Linked DNA regions of Lactuca sativa: region 2 is linked to region 1. Evidence: chromatin contacts called from public Hi-C data. All regions are on one chromosome and are shown on one strand. The core of a region is the stretch at or near the end of the contact, and the rest is flanking DNA. Distances in the headings are between cores, read along the strand shown.

Evidence for each region. A called contact is a pair of places that touch in the nucleus more often than the background predicts.
Region 2: a contact with region 1 is called in a Hi-C map of leaf, with 5 times the contacts expected there. The contact joins the promoter of LOC111912461 here to the promoter of LOC122197916 in region 1. A contact is called at or near these places in 2 of 4 Hi-C or Micro-C datasets (both in leaf).

The regions. Positions count from the first base shown.
Region 1 is chr5:270,587,741-270,593,573 of Lsat_Salinas_v11, reverse strand. LOC122197916 reads left to right here and starts at 2,160. Exons shown (of 2, transcript XM_042902105.2): 1 at 2,160-2,274; 2 at 2,387-2,681. The coding sequence starts at 2,160. The coding sequence ends at 2,577.
Region 2 is chr5:270,741,337-270,747,169 of Lsat_Salinas_v11, reverse strand. It overlaps LOC111912461 (9-cis-epoxycarotenoid dioxygenase NCED1, chloroplastic), which reads right to left and starts at 3,539. Exons shown (of 1, transcript XM_023908196.3): 1 at 1,334-3,539. The coding sequence starts at 3,441. The coding sequence ends at 1,690.

The sequences.
Region 1 (5,833 bases), core at 911-3,410:
ATGAATAAAAATCAAAATTCAAACTTTCAAAAATTAATGCAATAACCAAAACAAGCATGAAAGAGATCCAACTCGATTAACCTCATTTTAGTAGTGTAGCTGAGAATATACCTGTCGTGCCTTGAGTAAACTTGGCATAAGTCTCAAAATATTATATAATAGCAAAAACAAGATTTTTGGCCACTCCCTAATGCAACTCAACATAATCAAAGATCACAACACTTGTTCCCTTTCAATATCATCAATTTAATTCATGAAACAAATTATGGTCTTACTCTCGTGAAATTATATTTGACAAAACATGCTCAATCATCTTTGTTTCACAAAATATAACAATGATTGACTCCAGCTATTTGTTGATTAACAACAATCTTTTTCTAAAAATTCCCTAATATTTATCCAGATTGGTTACAAATTTCAAACCACTTACACCACTCAAAGTAATTAACATTCAGTCCCAATGTCATAAGTTCAAATCCAAGTCGAAAGGAATCTTTTGACAGAAATGCATTTTTACTAAACATATTATTTAATTAACTATAAACACAAATATGACAAACTTCATAATTACATTTTCCTCCAAATAAAGCTCATGACTTTCTTTGAAATCCGTGTAACGGGTTTTCAACCAACACATCCAAATCAAATGACCTTAGTGTGTTAGATTTAAAAAGATCCATCGGGTTTACTTGCCCGAACCTCAAAGGCCACAGATTATCTTTATTTGTTATTATTAACTTCATGATTTTCTATGGATACCGTGTAACGAACTTTCAACCCAATAGCTACATGCATATAATAGATAGTTGGAACACAATAACCTAACCCACATATATATATATATATATATATATATATATATATATATATATATATATATATATGGAAAAGTTCAATAGAGAACCATAATCATTGGTTCTTCAAGGAACCAAATCTTTTTTTCAATTTCTAGAGCTTATTCTTTATCGAAAAAAAAAATCTAAAAATATCTAAATTCATATATTAACATTATGAATGTGAAAAATATTTTTCGGATTCACCGTGTGAATTCGAATTCACGTTGTGAATTTTCGAAGATTCACATTGTGAATTTGACGTAAAAAAAATCGAATTTTATATCATTGGAAAAAGGATAAAAAGTTATGAATTTCTGTATTTTTAGTTTTTTTTTTTTATAAAAAATAAGTTCTAAAAGTTCAAAAAAATATGTTCCTTGGTTAATTATGGTTCTCTATTGAACCTCACCATATATATATATATATATATATATATATATATATATATATATATATAGAGAGAGAGAGAGAGAGAGAGAGAGAGAGCTAGGTTCAAGTGTTTAAAGTAATTATTGTGTTATTGTATGAATAAATGTGGGCCAATCAAAATTTAAAAAATAAATAAATAATCAAACAAATAAATAAAGGTAATTTAGTAATTTGATAAATAATTTTTACAAATACACTCTTATAATTATAGTAATTACTTTGACCTACCTTTATCCCTTTTTAAAACAATCAACAATATTGTATTTTATCCCATTCGATCCTCCCTAACCCTACCTCCAAAAGAAGATCGCCACCACCATCATTTGTTGTTGCCGTCGATGAGCTTCAACAAGATTTTTGCATTCTCCTCCTGATGGAGCATTTGACCTGATGACATATCGACTTAGCACTTAAGTGAAACCTTTGAGATGGATGGAAGATCAGATTGAAAGGCATTCAAGAAGCCGAATGGAAACTATGGTAAAAGCTAGGAGTCAATTCAAGGAGCGTAGGTATGTAAACCACTGAAGTTTAATTTTACCCCTATTTCTCGATGTTGCTAATCTGAGCTTCTCCTTTGAAATCCTCTACAAATTTTACTCATTTTCGGAGAAATTATACATCTGTTTCTCATTGAGCGAGAATTTAGGGCTTTTTTTGGTTAATGAGAAGATGACAGCAACAACTTCTGTTTCTTCTCCCTAGACTTTGGTTACCCTCAATTCACTGAAGCTAAAATCCTTAGTGAGTTCATAAAGACTGATGCATATAGGATGGAAGTTTCACAGAGACCTCCCATGGCTATTACAAATGCTGTCTCATGTCGTAGTGAAGGGATACATTACAAAAAGAATGATGCATGTCTTCTTGTGGGATTTTTATAAATGATTACTATCACCTGCTCGTGCTCCACCTCCAGCACCAGTTAACCAATCACCCCCTCCTGCCCCTGTTCAGTCTAGTGGTGGTGGATCGATTTTTGGAGGTATTGGTTCAACCATAGCTCAAGGTAACTCAATATAAACCATATCCTGTATCTTTATTATACGTATACACTTTTTATTTCTTTCTTTATTAATTTTATGAATTTGAGTTATATTTTGACACTTTTGGTATGTTAGGAATGGCTTTTGGTACTGGAAGTGTTGTGGCTCACAGAGCTGTGGATTCTATTATGGGTCCCCGCACAATTCAACATGAGATTGTTGGTGCTACTGTTCTAGATGCCTCTGCTACAAACACCTCTGTCTCTGATGCTTGTGGCATGCACTCCAAGGCATTCATAGATGTATTTCTACATTCTAATTGTTAATATATTGAAAGGTTGTTGCTATCACTCATATTACAATTTACAAACAAACAATTTGCTAATCTCTTCAAGTATTTTTGGATGTTGTGGAGAGTGTGAATATGCTTGTCAACGGTAATGGGCAAATAGTTAGATCAAAAGTCGTTGGTGCATTGAAGATATGAACTTATTTGAGGTCAAACTAAATTTCTCTTTATTTTCTATAATATATCTTTAAAAAGTTTTTTTTTAAATAACTAATGGATAATTTTGCCTTTATTTCATTCTTGTTACATTGATATGCTTGAGTGTAAGCTTGGACTGAATGATAGAGTATTATTGGAGGCACAAGGACATACTACAAAGGGAAAAGCCATTGACTTGGATGACATTAAGTTCCACCAGTAATTTTTCATTTTCTTTTAAATCTTATATCACATATATTATATATATAGATAGTTTTATAAAATTTGAGGCTATGGACGAATTTGGTGTAGATGTGTGCTATTGGCACGTTTTGAAAATGATAGAACAATATCATTTGTGCCTCCTGATGGAGCATTTGACCTGATGACATATCGACTTAGCACTCAGGTGAAGCCTTTGATATGGGTGGAAGCTCAAATTGAAAGGCATTCAAGAAGCCGAATGGAAATTATGGTAAAAGCTAGGAGTCAATTCAAGGAGCGTAGGTATGTAAACCAATGAAGTTTAATTTTACCCCTATCTAGGTTTTTGAAATGATTGGTTGTATTTCTCAATGATTGGTTGTATATAAAGCAATATCAATGAGTGGTTGTATTTCTCATTTGCAGGTACACATAAAATCAAGAACAAGAATGTTCTTGTTTTTTTGGCTGGGAACGAAACGAGAGATATCAAAGCAAAACAAGGTACATATGAAACTTACAACATTCTACTGGAACGGAATCTTGAATTTCGATTCTGTCATAATAGAATCTTGAATATGAACATTGTATGGGATGAAGATGAACAATGACCACCAATCTTCCAAAAAGAATGGATTATTCCAGCAGAATAATATACAATATAATGAAAAGAAAATATATGTAATAATATAATCTGGTAGAATGATTTATATATTGTATTTCTTTGTTATTAATAAGTGTAACATTCTCATAGAATAGTATATAATTTTTTTCTTTTCTAAGAATGTAATGAAATTTTTTTTAACTTGTATCCAAAGTTTTGTTATTCTTCAAGAAGTTCATTAAATCAAAATATATATTATGTCAGAATGTGTATTCTTGTATGGTTCAATCATATTTATTATTTTTCAATATATTGATAAACATATTCCGTCAGAATGTTACGAATTAGGAGAATTATCATCCATACAATCAGATTTTTAAAATTAATAGAATCTATTTTCCCTTAAAATATGCAATTTTCCTTAAAATATGCAACTTTCCGTTATTAAATCTATATTAATTGGCTAAAATACCCTTTTAGTTAGAATAGATGGTATTTTTGAATTATATTTAATTCAATAATATGTAATAATCACTTACTTAAAATAAGTAAATTGATTGATCCACATTTATGCATACAATAACACAATAATTATTTTTAATAGAATAACCTAAGCATATATATATATATATATATATATATATATATATATATATATATATATATATATATATATATATATATATATATATATATATATATATATATATATATATGTGTGTGTGTGTGTGTTATATAACCATAGTGTCATAATCGCATCTATCATACATATGATGTTACGGTATTTGTATTACATGAATACCTAATCCGACATTCCTTTTTTATGTATCCGTTTTATATTTACCTCTCTCTCCAATTGGTGAATTGACATTAAAAAAAACTATAAGTAAAACACACCTAATTGGATATTTATGGTTTAAATTAACATGCTAAAGAAACAAATAAAATATAATCAACCAATCATTCATGTATGCATATATATTCCTTCTATTATAGAACATATCGTATCATTAAGATTTTGTCAATGGCCGATCATTCAATAATCATATGACATGTTACTCTTACATCAAATTTAAGGAAGAAAAAGGTATACAAAGTTGCCTATATTATCAACACAAATTAATATATTTATGTCTCCTTATCTGTCCCTATATGATATATGAGTTAAGCTCATATGAAAATCATAAGTACCGTAAGAATGAATATAAGAAAATATCTGAATCGACAGATGAAAAAGCCAATCATTCAGTCGGTAAGAATAATTCTAAAACATTGATTGAAAAAATCAATCATTCATATTAGTTCTTGAGTATTTAAAAACTTATTAAATTTAAATAGATTTAGCTATGAATAACAATTGATTGCGTTTCTCATCAGAATTGGTGATGAGTTATATTCCTAATATATGAGTTCATTTACTTGCTACAAAGGTTGATTTTTTTTTTCTTGGAGTTTGGCGTTGGACAAAAACTTGATAATAGAGGGATGTATCATGTATGCCCCCCTTCTTCTTTGCCCAGCATGTGATGGTGGGGATCTATGTTGCCCACAATTACTTATTATGATGATGAACGGTTATATATGTTGGTTTATGTCTACCTTGAGACCCTCTATTTACACATTTATTATTATTATTATTATTATTATTATTATTATTATTATTATTATTATTATTATTTAATAAAACTGGTGCCCAGTCAGTTTGTTTTGCTTTGTTTTTTCTTGGTTTAACAATAGGTTTAGGAGTGACAACTTAAACCGGTATGTGGGTTGTAGAATCTAAGATTGATATTTCTTTGATATAATTATTTCCCATATTCTTTGGGTAACAATTGGTTTAGGAGGGACATCAAAATCTTGGTAGGTTAGGTTGGGTGTAGGTTCTTATGCTTGCTTTTTATTTGGTTTGATTAGTTTATCGTCATTCTAATAAAATTTCTAGCGTTCGAAAATAATAATAATACCAATTTAAAATTAAATTCATATTTATTTTAAAACAACAACAATTTTAACATGACATTATTTGAAAACTTTGAATAACTTATGTATAATATGCAATCGAATATAAACCCAAATGGCCACATGGAAAAAATTAAATTATTGGCATCAATTTATAAGATGGTTTTGGCTTCTTTTGGCACTATGCTTTTATAGGAGGAGAGGTGGGGCTCCCTTTCACTTTTCCTCCTGGGGTTTTCTAAATTGACGAATAAAACTCTAATTCACAAATATATTCCTTGAACCTATATAAAAGTTTCAAATAATATTTTTTTTTTTAGAATTTAAA
Region 2 (5,833 bases), core at 2,290-4,789, 150 kb before region 1:
TTCAAGGGATTTAACCCTCATGTCGCGAAACTTCGAACATATTTCATCAAGATTACGACTTTGGCAACCCATTAGATAATAGAAAACATTTCCAACTTTACCTAAAAATTAGGAGGTATTTTTGGGTCTTCTGAAATAGCTACCCATGCTAATGTTAAGTTATCTTCCTCATTTACTGACCAATTTATTATTTTAGGAGCCATTGTTTTGAATTTATCAAACAAAAGAAGTGTGTGATTGTGAGAAGAAGAGACAAGAATTGTGTGAATAGGTGTGGTATTTAAAGAAGAGGTTTAATGTTGTTTGAAAGGTAAAATAAAATAAAAATAAAAAGCGAGATTTTAAATCCTAAATATGGTTGTTACTCAACAGCCAATTACATTGATCGTTTACATTTGTTGTCCCGACCACGAACACCCACGACCACGAACCACAACGAGCAATCGGGATGGCGTGCACGGTTGTGGTTCGTAGCCACCTAGACCACGAACTCGTCCGTTGCAACTATACCGGACGGCCTAAGTATCACCAAAAAGAACTATTAATTTTTATAACAATAAAACCAAATAACTTAAAATTTACAACAATGTAACAGAATTGAAAGTTAGAGTTGTTAAGTACTTTGGAGAATAACTTTAGACATCTAAAAGCATTTCTAACAAAACTTTTTTCATGACTTATTATTATTATTATTTTATTGATTCTTTATTAAAGTATTTGACTTATTTTTTTATTTGTTTTTATTAGTCATTTAATATATATTAATGGTTAATATATTATACATCTTTCGTGTTACTCTTTTAGTTATATCTTTTTTATGTATTGTTAATTAATTAATTAATTCTATTAAATATTTAATAATATTTTATTTATGAAATATAAATTATGATGATTATAAAATATTTTCAAATTTCTTTTATAATTATGGTGTATTAATTTTTTTTTCTTTGTGTGTATTTTTTTCCAGACAATGTATGGTAATATGTTTCTTTTGAAATAATGTATTGTAATAATTTATTAATTATTTAAAATATAACATTGACTAAATAAATAAAGGCTATATAAAACATTTTAAATAGATTTAGATAAATGTACAAAAACCATATGTTATTTAAATGTACAAAAACCATATGTTTTAAACGAAACATTTAAAAAATTGAAAACTATTAACTGTATTAAGTGACATTGACATAAGTCTAAGTCATAACAATAACTCGTTTTTATCATTACAGCACAAATATTTTAAATAATAACTAATAGTCTAGTATTTTTCTTATATTTTATGTTGAATGTAAAGGTTAAGAGATAATAGTCTAATAGAGGGCTCAAAGTGTTCATACTTAATACAACATAAAGTATATTGCCGTTTATTATCAATAAAATAGTCTTCACAAACTGGCTGAAAACGTATGTACTTCACGCTGTCACGATTGTACCCAAAACTATAACAGGGAACCAAGCTGAGCTTTCAATTTGTACATACACAAAAAGCTACAAGCTGGCCCCTCAAATACTATGTAAATCCAAAAAGAGCCCAAAAGATTTAATTTTTTACAGAAAAGCCCCCAAAAGACGTCGGAGGTTTATGTTTCAAGAGAAGATTTCCGGGGACGTATCTCAGCCATCCCTCTGGTAAAATCTCTTATGCAGCCGGCACCGGAAAAAGGAAGCTTTTTGGGCTCTGTTTCTTCAAGCTTGTGTTGCCAAATCGTTGGCGCTTATGAATGTTCCATGGAAGCCATATGGAACCCTCGACGGCAGTTTCACAGTCGCCTCCAATTGTAATGTGATTGCGTTGACGATTTGAAGCTCCGATTTCCATGTCTTCTCATCGTGGACGAAGGTCAAGATGTGGCCGTCGTCTTCGGTTTCGGAATTGGGGTCTCTTGGAAGAAACAGAGGCTCGCCGCCGTACTTTTGGTTGCCGTAGATGAATTTCTTGGTTTCCCCGGTGGAGAGGTCGACTTTGGCGAAACCTGAAACCTTCGGCCATGGCTCAGCTATTGCAAGATAAGCGTATTTAGATTTCCGGCCAAGAAGGTTTTTGTTCACCATCCCTGCTTCCAGATTGACGTCATTTTCGGGGGAAATTATAGCCCGACGCGTGGATTTTCCGGTTTTTAGATTAAGTCTAATTTCAGACAAAACGCTTTTCAATTCTTCGTTGTTTTCGTTAAAAATGGAGTCCGCCGGAGTCATGCAGGATCCGATCACGACTACTTCGTCGGTTTCTGGTTCTTCCCAAGCGTTCCAGAGATGGAAACAGAAACAGTCGGGAACTTCGACCCATTTGATGCTAGAACCATCATCGGCGTACTTATCAAGAACACCAAAACGTGACACTTTTTCTTTGTCATAGACCACCGGAGACCCACCAGTGATCATTTCCGACATCTTGAAAACCACCTGGTGGTCAGGCACCACCACAAAATTCTCTGTAATTGCGAAATCATGAACCATAGTAGGCTTTGCCAAATCAATCGCTACGTCTTTTGATTTCGTTCCATCCGGTGAAAATCGGAAGTACTTCAGGTAAGGCTTCTGGATCACGTCGTAGCTCAGTGAGAAAAGCTCGCCGGAAACCGGATCAAGTTTTGGGTGTGCAATCATGGTGGACTTCAATTGCTCGTCGAAATTATACCTTCCGACAGTTTTCAAGTCGCCGGTGGGGGTAACCCGCACTTCGTAAGGTAAATCATCCTCCGACATGGCCAAAAGCCGGTTGTTAAAGTAAACCAAACCGGCGTTCGCCACCCCAATGCCTTGACTGTGATCAACCAACCCACATAGCCCACGAGCATAAAACAACAACAGCTTAGCGATGCCAGAATGGCCATGGAGTTCTCCGATCGCCTTTGGAAAAACCGGCTTTCCAAGAGCACGTTCCTGGACAAGCCTTTGTGTCTCCGTATGGCGGCAAGCGAAGCTCGCCGATCCATTTTCAAACTTCACGGCGTAGATCATACCATCGCCATCAAACAAATGGTGGCCAGAAGTAGGCTCGAACAACGGGTTAGCCCCATTTCTCAAGTACACGCCTTGAACATGCTCTGGAATTTCTCCGACGACTGGTAAGCAGTGGCGAACAGATTGCTCTGGGACAGGAGAGAAATTTCCGGAAATTTGAACTTTGGGATCAGCTGTTTTGGGTAAAGCGTGTTTTTTTTCTTGTTCTATTAAACCATTCTCGATTGCGTCCAATGCCATAGCTGAAAATTTCTGCAACAAGTTCCATGAATCCGGTGTCGAAGAAGGTAATTGAAAGGGAGATTGTTTGGGAAATTGGAGAATCGAAGGTGATTGAAGAGCACAACTGATTTTTTTCAGTTTCTTCCTGGAAGATACTGAAAAAGAAGAAGGGAGTTTAGGAGACGATGAGAATGTGGTTCTGGGGTTAGGGTTAGCCCAAATGGTACTAGAAGAAGTGGAAGCAGTCGCCATTGTAGCAATTTGGAAGCTTTTTCTTAAGCTTCCTGTAAGCAATTTGAAAGTTGGTGGAAAGGAGTGAGAAACAGAGGTTGTGATTGAGGAGGAAGAAACAGAAAGGGGGTATAAATAGTAAATAGTAGGGGAAGGTTGTGGGGAAGGTCCACCACCGGAAACATGTAAGAGGAGACCACGTGTTGCATACTTGAAGAAAGGCGACGCAAAATATCGACGAACCAAACTACATTTTTTTTAATATATTCTTTGATTAGAAAATTTTCTATAAGTCTTTACTTTTAAAACTTTTGATTATTTTATTTTCAATAAGTTGAAATTGAAAATCAAGTTTGGGCATTTGAAAGCCATTACTTTGTTATTTTTAATAAAAAAAAAAATCAAATTAAAAACATTCGATAATACAAAGTTTTAGCTTTTAATTTAAACAAATAATATTAATTCTAAAGGTTTATTTATTTTTATTTTTTTTTTGTAATTTTACATCTTTTAAAAACATACAAATATTTTTATCAAACACTTATAAACAAATAAATCTATAGTGGTCGGATTACTAACTATTTTTGCTAAACCTATCCAAATTTTCTATGGTTGATTTTGGGAAAGTCATTGTATTTGTATGATTTTATGGAAAATACATATTTTGTAGGTCTAATAAAATTATGTACCTATTTATTGATTACTAAAAACTAGCTTATAACCCATGTAACCGATGGTTACAAAAATAATTAAATTTTTATAATAAAAACTCATAGATATTAATCAATTATTTTCAACAAATTATTATTAAACATGATTTTGTAAGATTTTTAATATAAAAATACAATTAATTATGGTCAATCATAATCAAAACTTATTGAAGACGAATTTAAATTTTCTTCTAACAATCAGGAATCAAATAAATAGTTGTCTACCTTATTATCAACATCAATACTTCTTAAAAAATAAAAAATGATGAGAAAATGACAAGTGTTAATTTTATAAAACATTTGAAAATAAAACGTAAATTATGAGAAAATGACAACTGACAAGTGACACTAGGGATGTTATTCGGGTCGGAACCGAACCGAACTAACTTGAACTTGAATAACCCAAAAACTGAATAAGGGTAATTGCATGAACCGAAAACCGAACCGATTAACCAATACGAGTTTAATTTGGTTCGGTTATTACCCGTATAACCTGAATAACATGTACAAGATGATTAAGTACCTAATATAACAAAAAAAACCGAATAAACCGTGTTATGATTTTATAACCCGAATAAACCGAAAAATAGAATAATAATGTACTTTTATACATCAACATAAAACATTTAAATACTAACATAACACAATAACACATTGAAAGAATAACATTTATATAGTAGATTAACATAATGAGAATTAATTTCTTACTTGAGTTTCTTGAATTGAAACCCAATTTTCCATGACTCGACAAAATAAGAATTCATAAATCCTTAAAGACAATAAGAATTGTCGATTTTTGAAAGTTTGAAACAAGAGGAAGGATCGACAAAAGTGATTTCACGTTTGTAAATAGATGAGAATGTTGGTTGATTTTGAAACGACGAGAACAAGTGTAGGGTTTTCTTCTATTATGAACGACGAAGACAAAAATATGAATCATGATTTTGATTTCTGTCGATCAGAGAAAGGTGATGATGAATGTTTATTCGGATCGGGTATTTAGAACCGAATAAACTCTTATTTGGGTAACCCGAACCGAATAAGCATAATATCGATACCCGAAACCCGAATCAAATTGATTATTCGGGCCTAATTCGGTTCAGGTTTCGATTCAGTTCGGGTTTTAAGGCCAAATTTTCATTCGTAAGTGACACTAATAACTATTCTTTTATTAGTATAGAAAGATTCTCTACTCTAAATACAAATTATAAAAATTAGTTTGTTAAAAGAGTTAATAATTTCAACTAAGCTCGTACAAGTGATTGAATCTTACAGAAGATCTAAAAGTTCTATATTGGTCAAGAATTTAATTTAATTTACAGCAAACCTTTTCGCATCTGGATTAATTTTTATATATTTAATCTGTTTTCGTTTATAATAACGAAATTGTTTTTCTTTTTAAATATCAAAATAAGTGCTAGGAGTATGACCTAGGGGTGAGCATTTGGACCGGTGGACCGGACCGGACCGGTGAACCGGACCGGACCGTTTTTTTGGACCCCCGGGCCAGTTCTCGGTTCTAAGATTTCTCGCCGGTCCGTTCCGGTTTTTTTCCCGGTCCGGTCCGGTTTTTACCGGGTTTAGAACCAGTTGGACATGATTAAGATTTTTGTGACGTTTTTTAAACACACATAACTCATTCGTTTTAAGTCGGATTGACATGCGGTTTTTTCCAACATTTAGTTTACAGTTTGTAGATGAAT